2 separate regions of the Pan troglodytes genome follow, and region 2 is linked to region 1. The links are chromatin contacts, called in public capture Hi-C maps. All regions are on one chromosome and are shown on one strand. The core of a region is the stretch at or near the end of the contact, and the rest is flanking DNA. Distances in the headings are between cores, read along the strand shown. Region 1 has its middle 13 kb from the start of NRIP3. Region 2 overlaps DENND5A (DENN domain containing 5A).

Region 1 (5,262 bases), core at 750-3,249:
TGGGGTTCCAATGTGCTACACTGTCCACAGTTTTATAGCATGATCAGGCATCACACACACACAGCTGCATTGACAGTGTGTGCTGATGACCAATTTGTGGTCACACAGGATAGGTTACCCACAAGGCTGCAGAGGGCCGCACTTAGCAGGCTTGGCCAGGGTTCACCACAAGCTCACACTCTGTACCTCCATGCTGTTCTGCTGTGCATGCTGCTTCAGACATTACTGGGCTCTGTCTTCTCTGGGGCATTGGTTCCAATTCCTGCTTAGCAGCTGTTAATTTTTTTCAACTGCCACACATGTAATAAGGCAAAGCCAGCACCAAAGCTCAAATTTGAGGTAGGCTTGCATTTCTACTTTTTGCGTTTTGTAGGGAAAAGACAGAAAACTTCAACCTGTGGCCCAAAATTATCCTTCAGTCCTAGGATACTGTGTACGATCAGAGAACAATCCAAGGCAGGGGAGTGTGGTAGGGAGCTCCTGGAACTACAAAGTGGTAAAACAGGCAAGATTATAATTGAGGAGTAGATTTTGTCCTCATCATTCCTTCAACTCCTTTTCCCTTCTGACTCAGGACTATATATCCAGCCTACCTTGGTGCCTAGACCGTAACAGTGAATGCATGAATATGTGGTGTTTGTATGTGAGATTCAGAGTGTTGTTGATAGTTTGAAATGACCTAGATCAGTGAGTTTGGACTTGGTCACTAGTTTTTCTCTGCCAAGCAGAGAAAAAAGGAAAATATCTAAACAAAATAAACTCCGAGGGCTGTGTCAAACAACATGCGACCAATCAGTTGTCAAATCACAGCCCTAGTCCCCAGGGCCCCTTGGGTAAGATCTTGTCTTGAATTATGGGCATGTAAGGTCTGAGGCAGTGGGACGGGAGACAGAAACACAGGTCGACTCCATATTGCAACCACTAGGTGGCACCTGTTCGGGGAACTGCCAAATGGCTCGTTCACAGCTTGAAGCTTTGGTCAGCTTGGCTTGACATGAAATGCCAAGGTCTTGCTGGGCGGATAAAGGAGCTTGCCAGGGCCAGTGCTGCCAGGCTTGGTTTGAGGAGCCAGTGCTCTAGGAGGGGCCTGGATTCATGACTCTAATGATGAGCTCATCCTAAGACAGCAGCTCCCTCCCACCACCTCCTCATTCTCTGTCCTTTAGCCCTTCCTTGTTTATACCACTCATCACTACTTGACTTTACAGTATATGTTCATTTGTTTATTGTCTGTCTTCCCAGACTGGAACCTAAATTCCACAAGAGCAGGGAGCTTCTTTTGCTCCCTGCAGTATCCCTGGCTCCTACAATGTCTAGCACTTAATAGGCTCTCCATAAATATATGTTGCATAAATGAATGAATGACCAAAAACATAATAAGAAATTATTAGTAACTAAGGTCTGTAGTTGCATCCCCTTTATGAGACACTCTGAAAACCAAGCACTACTGAGTTACTGTCATTGTTTGCAGTAGGTAGGTTTAATTTGTATCGCTTTTATTCAACTAAGGCAAACTGCCTATATTAGAGTGGTTTCATTTTCTAAATCTATTTTGATGCCACTGTGTTCTCTGGAAAGTGCTCCCTGCTGAGTAGTGATATCTTCATGGCTATATCACTGACATGGATCACAGGAGCAGCCCTGCTGTGTTAACAGGCCCCTAAGGATGGTCTCCTGCAGGCTGATCAAGACTGCCTGAAGGGAGAAGGAGGCAGGGCACTACAAATATTAGGACACCTCTGAGCTGGGCTCACAAGCCCCTGGAATGGAAGATGGTCACAGAAATGAAGCCTCACCAAGGCCTCTAAGTTTCTGTGGATGGGCCCCTACTGGCCACTCCCAGGACCTTAAATCGTAGGCAGCTGATGGCTTGCCTAGCTAGAGGGCCGTATGTAACAAGATTCCCTCAACGTGGTGAGGAACTGCTTTATTCCAGCCTCAGCTAGTCCATTTGCCTCCCAAATGCTGGCTAGAAGTAGTGCAGACTTGGGTAAGGCTCCAAGACGTATCCTGCTGTGTGAAAAGAAGCAGAGATGCTGACAGTAAGAGGCATCTCTTCAGGGCTAAGAAGATTACAGCTGGGCCTGGAATGACCCCTGGGTTTTCCAGCACATAGGCCCACCAGCTGTGGTGGTCAGCTGCAGGCAACAGCTCTGGTGCATCTTCCTGCAAAGATCTGCCGGAGGGTAAGCAAGTCCTTGCACTGTGCTGTGCAGCCACTGCCTTTTCCAGGTTGCCACATGACATTTTAATATCACCTGCAAACCTAAATCCAGTGAGTGCCTACAGACGACACACTTAACAGCTCAGGGCATGATTCAGAGGAAGCAATTTTCCAAAGTGAAGATAATTGTCTGTTAGTGTGAAAAGGCAAACACTTTTTTATTAGCATTGGAAATTCAAGGGAGATGTTGTTAAATCCATAGATGCAGCACTTCAGTAAATGGCTAAAGAACAATATCTACAGCTAGAAGGAAGGACTGTACAGATCCATGCCGATTCAGGGTTCACCCATAGAACTAGCTCTCTTGGAGGGAAGATGGAAGCTCAGCTCTGACCTCTTCCTGTTTACTTAATACGCAGCTCCTCAAAGTCCTTGTTCCTGTGCCCACACAGGAAATCCCAGAATTAAGAGTTCCCTGGTCTTCTTTTATTTACATGTTTCCCAGGTGACCTTAACCGGGGTAAAGTCTCATGCCTTTACTCTGTGACATTAAAACTTATATTCCAGCCCTGACCTCTCCTGGGGCTTTGTATAACCATTTGCCTATTTGAACCCTCCAGTTGGACATATGATAGGCACCTAGAACCTAGAATGGCCAAAATGGAACTCTTAACCATCTCCCCTTTTCACTGTTATATTACTGCATAAGAAGTCACCTCAAAACCTATCAATCATTTAAGATAATAATCATTAATTTTGCACACAAATCTCTAATTTTTCTGTGGTTCAATGAGGACTGCTCCATGAAGTGTCAGCTGGAGCAGCTGGAGAATCCCTTTCCAAGATGGCTTACTCACGCAGCTGGCAAGTTTTGCTGGCTGTCGCCTGGAAGCTCAGCCTGGCCGGTGGGTGGAGGGACTGTGGTTCCTCTCCACATGGCCTCTCCACAGGCTGTTATGGCTTGCTTCCTCATGACGTGGTGACTGAGTTTCAAGTGTGAGTGTCCTAAGGAGAGGAAGTGGAAGCTGCTAGTGTCTTAAGCCCTGGGCCTCGTAAAGCATTACTTCTGCCATGTTAATATTGGTCAAGCAGTCACAGAGCCCAGAGTCAAGGGGAGGTGACACAGACCCCAACTGTCCATGGAAGGAACCTCAAAGAATTTGCAAACATGTTTTAAAACTGCTGCATACCCCGAACCTGCTCCTCCTAGTCTTCTCCATCTACCAGTTTCTTAGGCAACTAGGAGTCATCTTTGACTTCCTTCTTTCCCTCAGCACTTCCATACAATCCCCATCAGCAAATTCTGTTGACTGTCCCCCAAAACACGTCCAGAATCCTTCTACTTCTCTCATCTCCACTACAACACCCTAATCCAGACAATACCTTCATCTGCCAACTGGATGGCTGCTTGTTCTGTTGCAGTAGTCTGTGAATAACTCTCTCTGCCTCCGTGCTGGCTTCCTATTCACACAGTAGCCACAGCTACCCTTTTAAAACATAAATCAGATTATCTCACTCCTCTGCTTAAATCCATTCAAAAGTTCGCAACATATTTAGAAATAACTCAAACCCCTCATTATAGATTCCAAAGCCCGATGTGATCTGGCCGTGTCTGGTTCTCTAGCCTCATCTTGTACGACCTGCCTTCTCACTAGACTACAATATACACAAATGGTTGCTCCTGCCTGACAGCCTTTGCACTTGGTTTTCCTCTCTCGGAAAGCTCTTCCCCCTAATTTTCCCAAGACTGGTTTCTTCTTGCCATTTAGTTTTCAATTGAAATGTAATTTCCGCATAGAGGCCATCTATAATCCCCAATCCTAAAGTAGCCACACAATCATCTGTTACAGTAACCTATTTTAATTTTCAACATAGCTCTTACCACTAGCTGCTACTTTTCATGTTGATTTATCTGTTCTTTGTCTGTCTCTTCCCTCTAAAATGTAAGCTTCATGAGGGCAGGGACCTTGTCTGTCTTATCGCTGCATCCCCAGGGCCTAGAGTACCAGGCAGAAGTTTGATAAATATTGATGTAGCAGGTAGAAATAGTATCTCCAGATAGCCAGCCCCCAACAGGATCACAGCATCTCTTAAGGTAGTTGAGGGAATAGAGAGGAAGCTCCTCTTTATACCTCCTGTGCGTCAGTGGTTTGTGCGTGTACCAGCAACACAGCTCTGGTGCATGGGGCTGCCCCGTGGAGGATGCTCCATAGTGACCGGGTTTATGCAGCCTCCTTCCAACCCCCAGAGTATTCCCATCCCTAGCCTTCTTGTGAAATCAGCAAGACAGGATCACACAGTCATGAGCACAAAGTTGCTAACATGCCTGGACAGAATGGTGCAGCTCAGCTCATCTCACCTTCACATCAGTGCGGTCACTAACTCGGGTTTATGTGACATTAGAATTTTCATCTTATGGTTAGACTCAGAAATATAGGCCAAGCTCCAGTATAACAAAGTCCAAGTGCTTGTTTTAATGCTATTTTTTTTTTAATGATGATGTTCAAACTTTTGAAGAGAAATCTGAAAATGAATATTTAGGGCCCATCCAAATAAAGAAGTTTGATTAGGACTTTTTAAGAATCAATGTTATTAACAGGTTAAAAAAAGCAACACTGAGATGAAAAGCAAGTTTAACCATAATGAAGTTCTCTTTGTTTTCTTCAAAAATGCTTGTTAAACATTTTTTTAGTACTTTGGTATGGAGAATTGGCTGTGCATAGAATTGTTATTGAAATAACAAAACACTATAGTTGTAGGTAGTCCATCCATTAGGGAAGTGGTGGCTTGTTTGATTGGATTCCTTTTTATTCACTGTAATGAGATTTTTGCTTGGGGATTTAAATGTTTAAAGATTCAATAACATTGAAAATTCAAGTTCAAGAAATGATCGTGAGGCCCTGCTGGCCTGACCCAAAGTGAGATGATCGTGTGGCATTCAGGGGGTGTTTCTGGCAGTGCTGTTACTGTTAAAGAATGAGACCACCCTTCAAGGGGCTGCTCATGTCCACGGAGCAGAGTCCGTCTCTTACATTTGAGACTGGGGAAGGAAGGCATACATGACAGGCTGGGCCTCACCACACCCACCTGGACCTCAG
Region 2 (4,917 bases), core at 2,053-4,552, 120 kb after region 1:
GGGAAGTTGAGGCTGCAGTGAGCCAAGATTGTGCCACTGCACTACAGCCTGGGTGACAGAGTGAGACCCTGTCTCAAAGAAAAGGGTGGGGCAGGGGGTGGGCCAGGCTTGAGGGGGAAGGATGGGAATAACATACCAAAAAAAGTTTAACTGTTTTCCATGATCATAATTGGTAGTAGAAGCATTAGTATTGTTATTCTGAGATGGCTGTGTTTATAATGTGGGATAAAGCAAATGGTTAATTAGGGGATCTTCTTATTCTACCAATTTCTCTGCCCTTCAAACCTAGGGTTCTCATTATGGAAAAAAGAGATACAGATGTAATATATAAGAAGTTAAGCCAGGCATGGTGGCTCATGCCTGTAATCCCAACACTTTGGGAAGCCAGGCAGGAGGACTGCTTGAGCCCAGGAGTTCAAGACCAGCCTGGGCAATGTAGTGAGACCCAGTCTCTACAAAAAATTTAAAAATTAGTTGGTTGTGGTGGTGCACACCTGTAGTCCCAGCTACTCAGGAGGCTGAGGCAGGATCACTTGAGCCTGGGAGGTCAAGGCTGTGTGAGCCATGATCGTGCCACTGTGCTTCAGCCTGGCCAACAGAGTGAGACCCTGTCTCCAAAAAAAAAAAAAAAAAAAAAAGTAAAAGTATGTTATAGTTTGGTTTGATCCCTCCAAATCTCATAGTGAAATGTTGTTGGAAGTGGGGCCTAATAGGAGGTGTTTGGGTCATGGGCGGACACGCGGGGACACCCCTCAAGAGTGTCCTGGTGTCATACTCATGGTAATGAATGAATTCTTGCTCTATGAGTTACTGTGAGAGCTGGAAGGAGCCTAGCATCTCCTTCCACTCTTTTTTTTTTTTTTTTTTTTTGAGACAGAGTTTTGCCCTTTTCGCCCAGACTGGAGTACAATGGCACAATCTCGGCTCACTGAAGCCTCCGCCTCCTGGGTTCAAGTGATTCTCCTGCCTCAGCCTCCCGAGTAGCTGGAATTACAGGCGCCCACCACCACACCCAGCTAATTTTTGTATTTTTAGTAGAGACGGGGTTTCGCCACGCTGGCCAGGCTGGTCTTGAAGTCCTGACCTCAAGTGATCCATCCACCTCGTCCTCCCAAAGTGCTGAGAATACAGGTGTGAGCCACTGAGCCCAGCCTCCTTCGTCTCTCTCACCCCTCTCTTGCTATGTGATTCTGCACACCCTTCCTCTTCCACCATGTGTGGAAACAGCTTGAGGCCCTCACTAGATGCAGGTACCGGCATCATGCTTCCTGTAAAGCCTGCAGAACGATGAGCCAACTAAGCCTCTTTTATGAATTACCCAGCCTCAGGTATTCCTTTGTAGCCGCATTAAATGGACAAAGGCACCCTATAATCCTGAATTGGAATCAGAAAGAACACTGTAAAATCATGGGGCACCATAGATGCATGTGTGTATACACACTCATGTATACATACATATTTATATATGCATTTAACATATATAATTCCAAGACCTTCACTATCTTTAAAAATACATATTTACTATATATGTTTCTAGATGTCTATATTAAATGTATAAAAATGTTATATTTAAATATAATCAAAGCTCTGTCTACTGAATAGGCCTAGAACCAATGATCTACCAGTAACAATGAGAATTTCCAGTGTCCAATTATGGTCTTGCAATACCATTTCCCACTTAAGGAAACCAGTGCTTTTTGGAGAAATGACTGATTCCAAGTCTAGGACAGAAAATGATTAAAGTGAGCCTAGAACATCTTGCAATACCAGAAAACAAAGCAGATATCAAAGACAACTAGAGTTGTGTCAAAACAACTCAGGAACCAACTTAAAGAGGCTCCCAAAGGCCAAAAGCAGGACAATAAAGATAATAATTGCAATGAGATGAAGCCTATCAAATACATTTAAACTCATGAGTTCATAATATTGTTTAAAAAATAGTCACCTTCTGAGGATAACAAAGAACCAGTTCATATCTTAAAAGCTGGGTAAATAAAAGGAAAGAATTAAGCACTTATCTGCCTTTCCCACACAAACCCTACTGGGAAATCAAACAGTAGATGAGAGACAATGTCTCCTTATAAAATTATTCCATCTAATAAATGAAGAGAAAATGATAGATTAGAATATCCCCATGCTGCAATCCCCAGTGAATTACTTGCTGGATGTAGGCATTGAGCATCAGTGGCTGCTAACATAACAAAAGTGAAAAACAGATGTTACGTGCTTCTTGCTAAATGAGCACACCACTACCTAGAGTCTTATCAAAGGGATCAACCTGAGGCAAATTGTCTAGATCTAGCTGCTGATCTGCAGGAAATGCTGAGGATAAAGGAGTATATTGAACTGCACCACGGGCATGAAATTAGCAAAAACCCAGGCTATGAAAATCTACAGATCAAATGGCTTAAAATCTTCAACAATTTGTAAGAAAAGGAAAGGGATGGAGGGGACCCTTTAGATTAAAAGAGACTTAAAAGATATATCAAGTTTTTTTTAAAAGGACAGTAAGACTATAGCATGTAGGGATGCACATTTGGGTGACAAAACAATAAAGAAACTCAACGAAATTATTACTTATAAAAGTTAAGATGGAAGAAGGGAGGTGCTGGGACTGTGATGGGGAAGGGGGAACATGGAGGACCCTGGGGGGCTGGCAAAGTTCTATTCTTGACCTGAGTGGTGATTATAAGGGTGCTTGCTTTATAGTAATTCACTGAGTTCCTTTGCTTGCTTGTTTATTTACCAGTCCCTGAAATCACAGCCTGGGAAGCCCTGAAGTAGAGCAGGTGCAGAAGCTGAGGCAGGCAGGGCTGCTTGCTGAGTGAACCAAACACACCTGATTTACCCAGGGCCACTGGAGAGGCCTGGCTGGGCCCTAAACAGAAGAATGCAGTTGACTCAAGTGTCCTTGAAATCTTGAGCTACTAAACAGGTCTGTTCTCTTATATCACACATCATTCCAAAACAGATTTGCAGAAGATTACAAAACAAAACACAGTAGAAAGTGAGTAGGATCAGCTGTTAGAAAGAGCAAGGAAATAGTTGGTCCCAGCACCTGCCTTAAGGTAAGCTCAGGTCTAGGCCCACAATATAAACACATACAGCTGAGTTCCATGCTGCCCTTCTTGCCCAGCCAAGAATCCCACTTCCTGCTCCAGAGGTACTGCCTACCTTCCTTCCCCTTTCCTCGGCCATCTCGAAAGAACTAAAGCTCTGTCCGTGGGCTCCAGGCAGACGGCTGCAGTGTGGCCTCTCACCCCCTCTGCAGGCAGGAAGCTGCGCTGCAGCTCTCTGGGCCCTTTCCTCATCTCTTCAGAAGCATTTACCACCTGCCAGGCCCAGGGGATGGAGACAGGCAAGAGATCCCCCTCTTCCCTCTGGGAGCTCACGGTGCAAGGGCTGAGCCTGACACGAAAGCAGGCAATGACAATCCAGAGAGGAGATGCCAGCATCTAAGAAAATGAAGGAGCACAAGGATGGAATGATTAACTGCCTAGGGAGATTGGGGACACTTCACAGCAGGTGACTGCTAAAGTAAACCCTGTACAACAAACACAAAGTGGGTGAAGGGGAGGCATTCCAGGCAAAGGGAAAATGCATGCAAACCAGGGAAGCATAAAAGAGGGCACTGATTGGTCTGAGGTGCCTGACTTGATCACATTACACTTCTTCTGGAGCTTCCTGCCAAAGCAGCCTGAAGAATAAAAATGAAGGAAGCTGGACCTCTCATAAAGGTCTCCCACCTGCCATCCCCAGGAAAGCAAACCTTTCTTTCAAGAGCTTCCCCCGACCCCCAGCTTCCCACACCTGGTCTCTCTTACCCTCTCAAGAAAGGGCCCATCCTGTCTCAGTCAAGTGACAACCTCTGCACCCCTGGCCGGGTCTTTTCCCTCCTGTGTCTCAGTCTCCTCCTCTGTGGAGTGGGGAAAGAACCCTGTCTGCATCCATGTGAATCAGCCACATAACAGCTAGGAAGGCTCCTAGCACTGCGGGCAGAAGGACCCAGGAGACCCCAGGCCCTCAGGGGCATCCTGGGCAGGCCACAACCCCGAGCCTGCTGGTAAAGAGAGGTGATGCCACAAGACCATCCTCACAGATGGACCCAACTGCACCCGCAGCCACTCACTGCTCACAAACCTCCATAAAAATCAGTGATCCATGCAGTTTTTGTTTCAGGTGTTTTATTAAGTGGGCCATACTGTATGTAGCTGGTTTCTAAGTTGCAAAACATAAATTTAATAATAATAACATAGCCAGTTAGATTGTGACAAGCTTTTCCTTTCCTTAAAAAAAGAAAATACTTAAAAACACACAATGGCGGGTTAAATAAATAAAACATTTTAAAAAAGAAAAAAGAAAAGAAAAACCTGTTAAAACATGCTTATGTTTACTTCTGTGAAACTGTGCCAACAGGAAATGTGGTATTTGGCACGATGACACATCCCGGCATGTCTCCTTCCCAAATAATACTGACAAAAAAGAAAATACGTGGGACTGACTCATCAGTGCTTGCTTAGAGGCACTACTAAAAATCCCTTTGATTGGAGCATGGGGCTTCCCGCGCAGCACACCTGTGTGTGGCCTATGAAAGCCAAATATCCATAATAATGTTAATATAGAAAAACATTAGTTTAAAAATGATGTGGAAGGGCCTCATTAATGCGACGGGGCAAGGAAACATAACTGTCCCGCACGCAGTGCCACAGGCTCAGTCCAGGGAGGCCTCAGGCTTCCAGCATGTGGCCACGGCGAGGGAGGGCACCAGCTTCAAAATAAGCGGCACCAGCCTCGCTCCCTCTCCCTATCACTCTTTCACATGAAAGTGTGTAAAAAGCAAATCAGCAAATAAACTCTAAAATAGATTATTTATTCCAAAAATCCTCTAGTTTTCTTTTTACAGTGAGTGTACATTTT

Evidence for each region. Capture Hi-C pulls out chosen DNA fragments and counts their contacts.
Region 2: a contact with region 1 is called in a capture Hi-C map of stem cell-derived neural stem cells, with 5 times the contacts expected there. The contact joins two enhancer-like sites. A contact is called at or near these places in 1 of 7 Hi-C or Micro-C datasets (stem cell-derived neural progenitor cells) and 1 of 1 other capture datasets (stem cell-derived neural stem cells).

What each region holds. Positions count from the first base shown.
Region 1 is chr9:13,158,337-13,163,598 of NHGRI_mPanTro3-v2.0_pri, forward strand. No RefSeq gene overlaps it. Among named protein-coding and RNA genes, the nearest start is that of NRIP3, 13 kb to the left of the region's middle. Within about 2 kb of position 2,000, at least 4 of the 24 cell types and tissues checked have an H3K27ac peak or open chromatin away from gene starts, as enhancers often do. A contact at or near this core is called in stem cell-derived neural stem cells, where this site is marked.
Region 2 is chr9:13,279,324-13,284,240 of NHGRI_mPanTro3-v2.0_pri, forward strand. DENND5A (DENN domain containing 5A) reads right to left here. Exons shown (of 21, transcript XM_063782769.1): 21 at 4,168-4,917. Among named protein-coding and RNA genes, the nearest start is that of SCUBE2, 25 kb to the left of the region's middle. Within about 2 kb of position 3,303, at least 7 of the 24 cell types and tissues checked have an H3K27ac peak or open chromatin away from gene starts, as enhancers often do. A contact at or near this core is called in stem cell-derived neural stem cells, where this site is marked.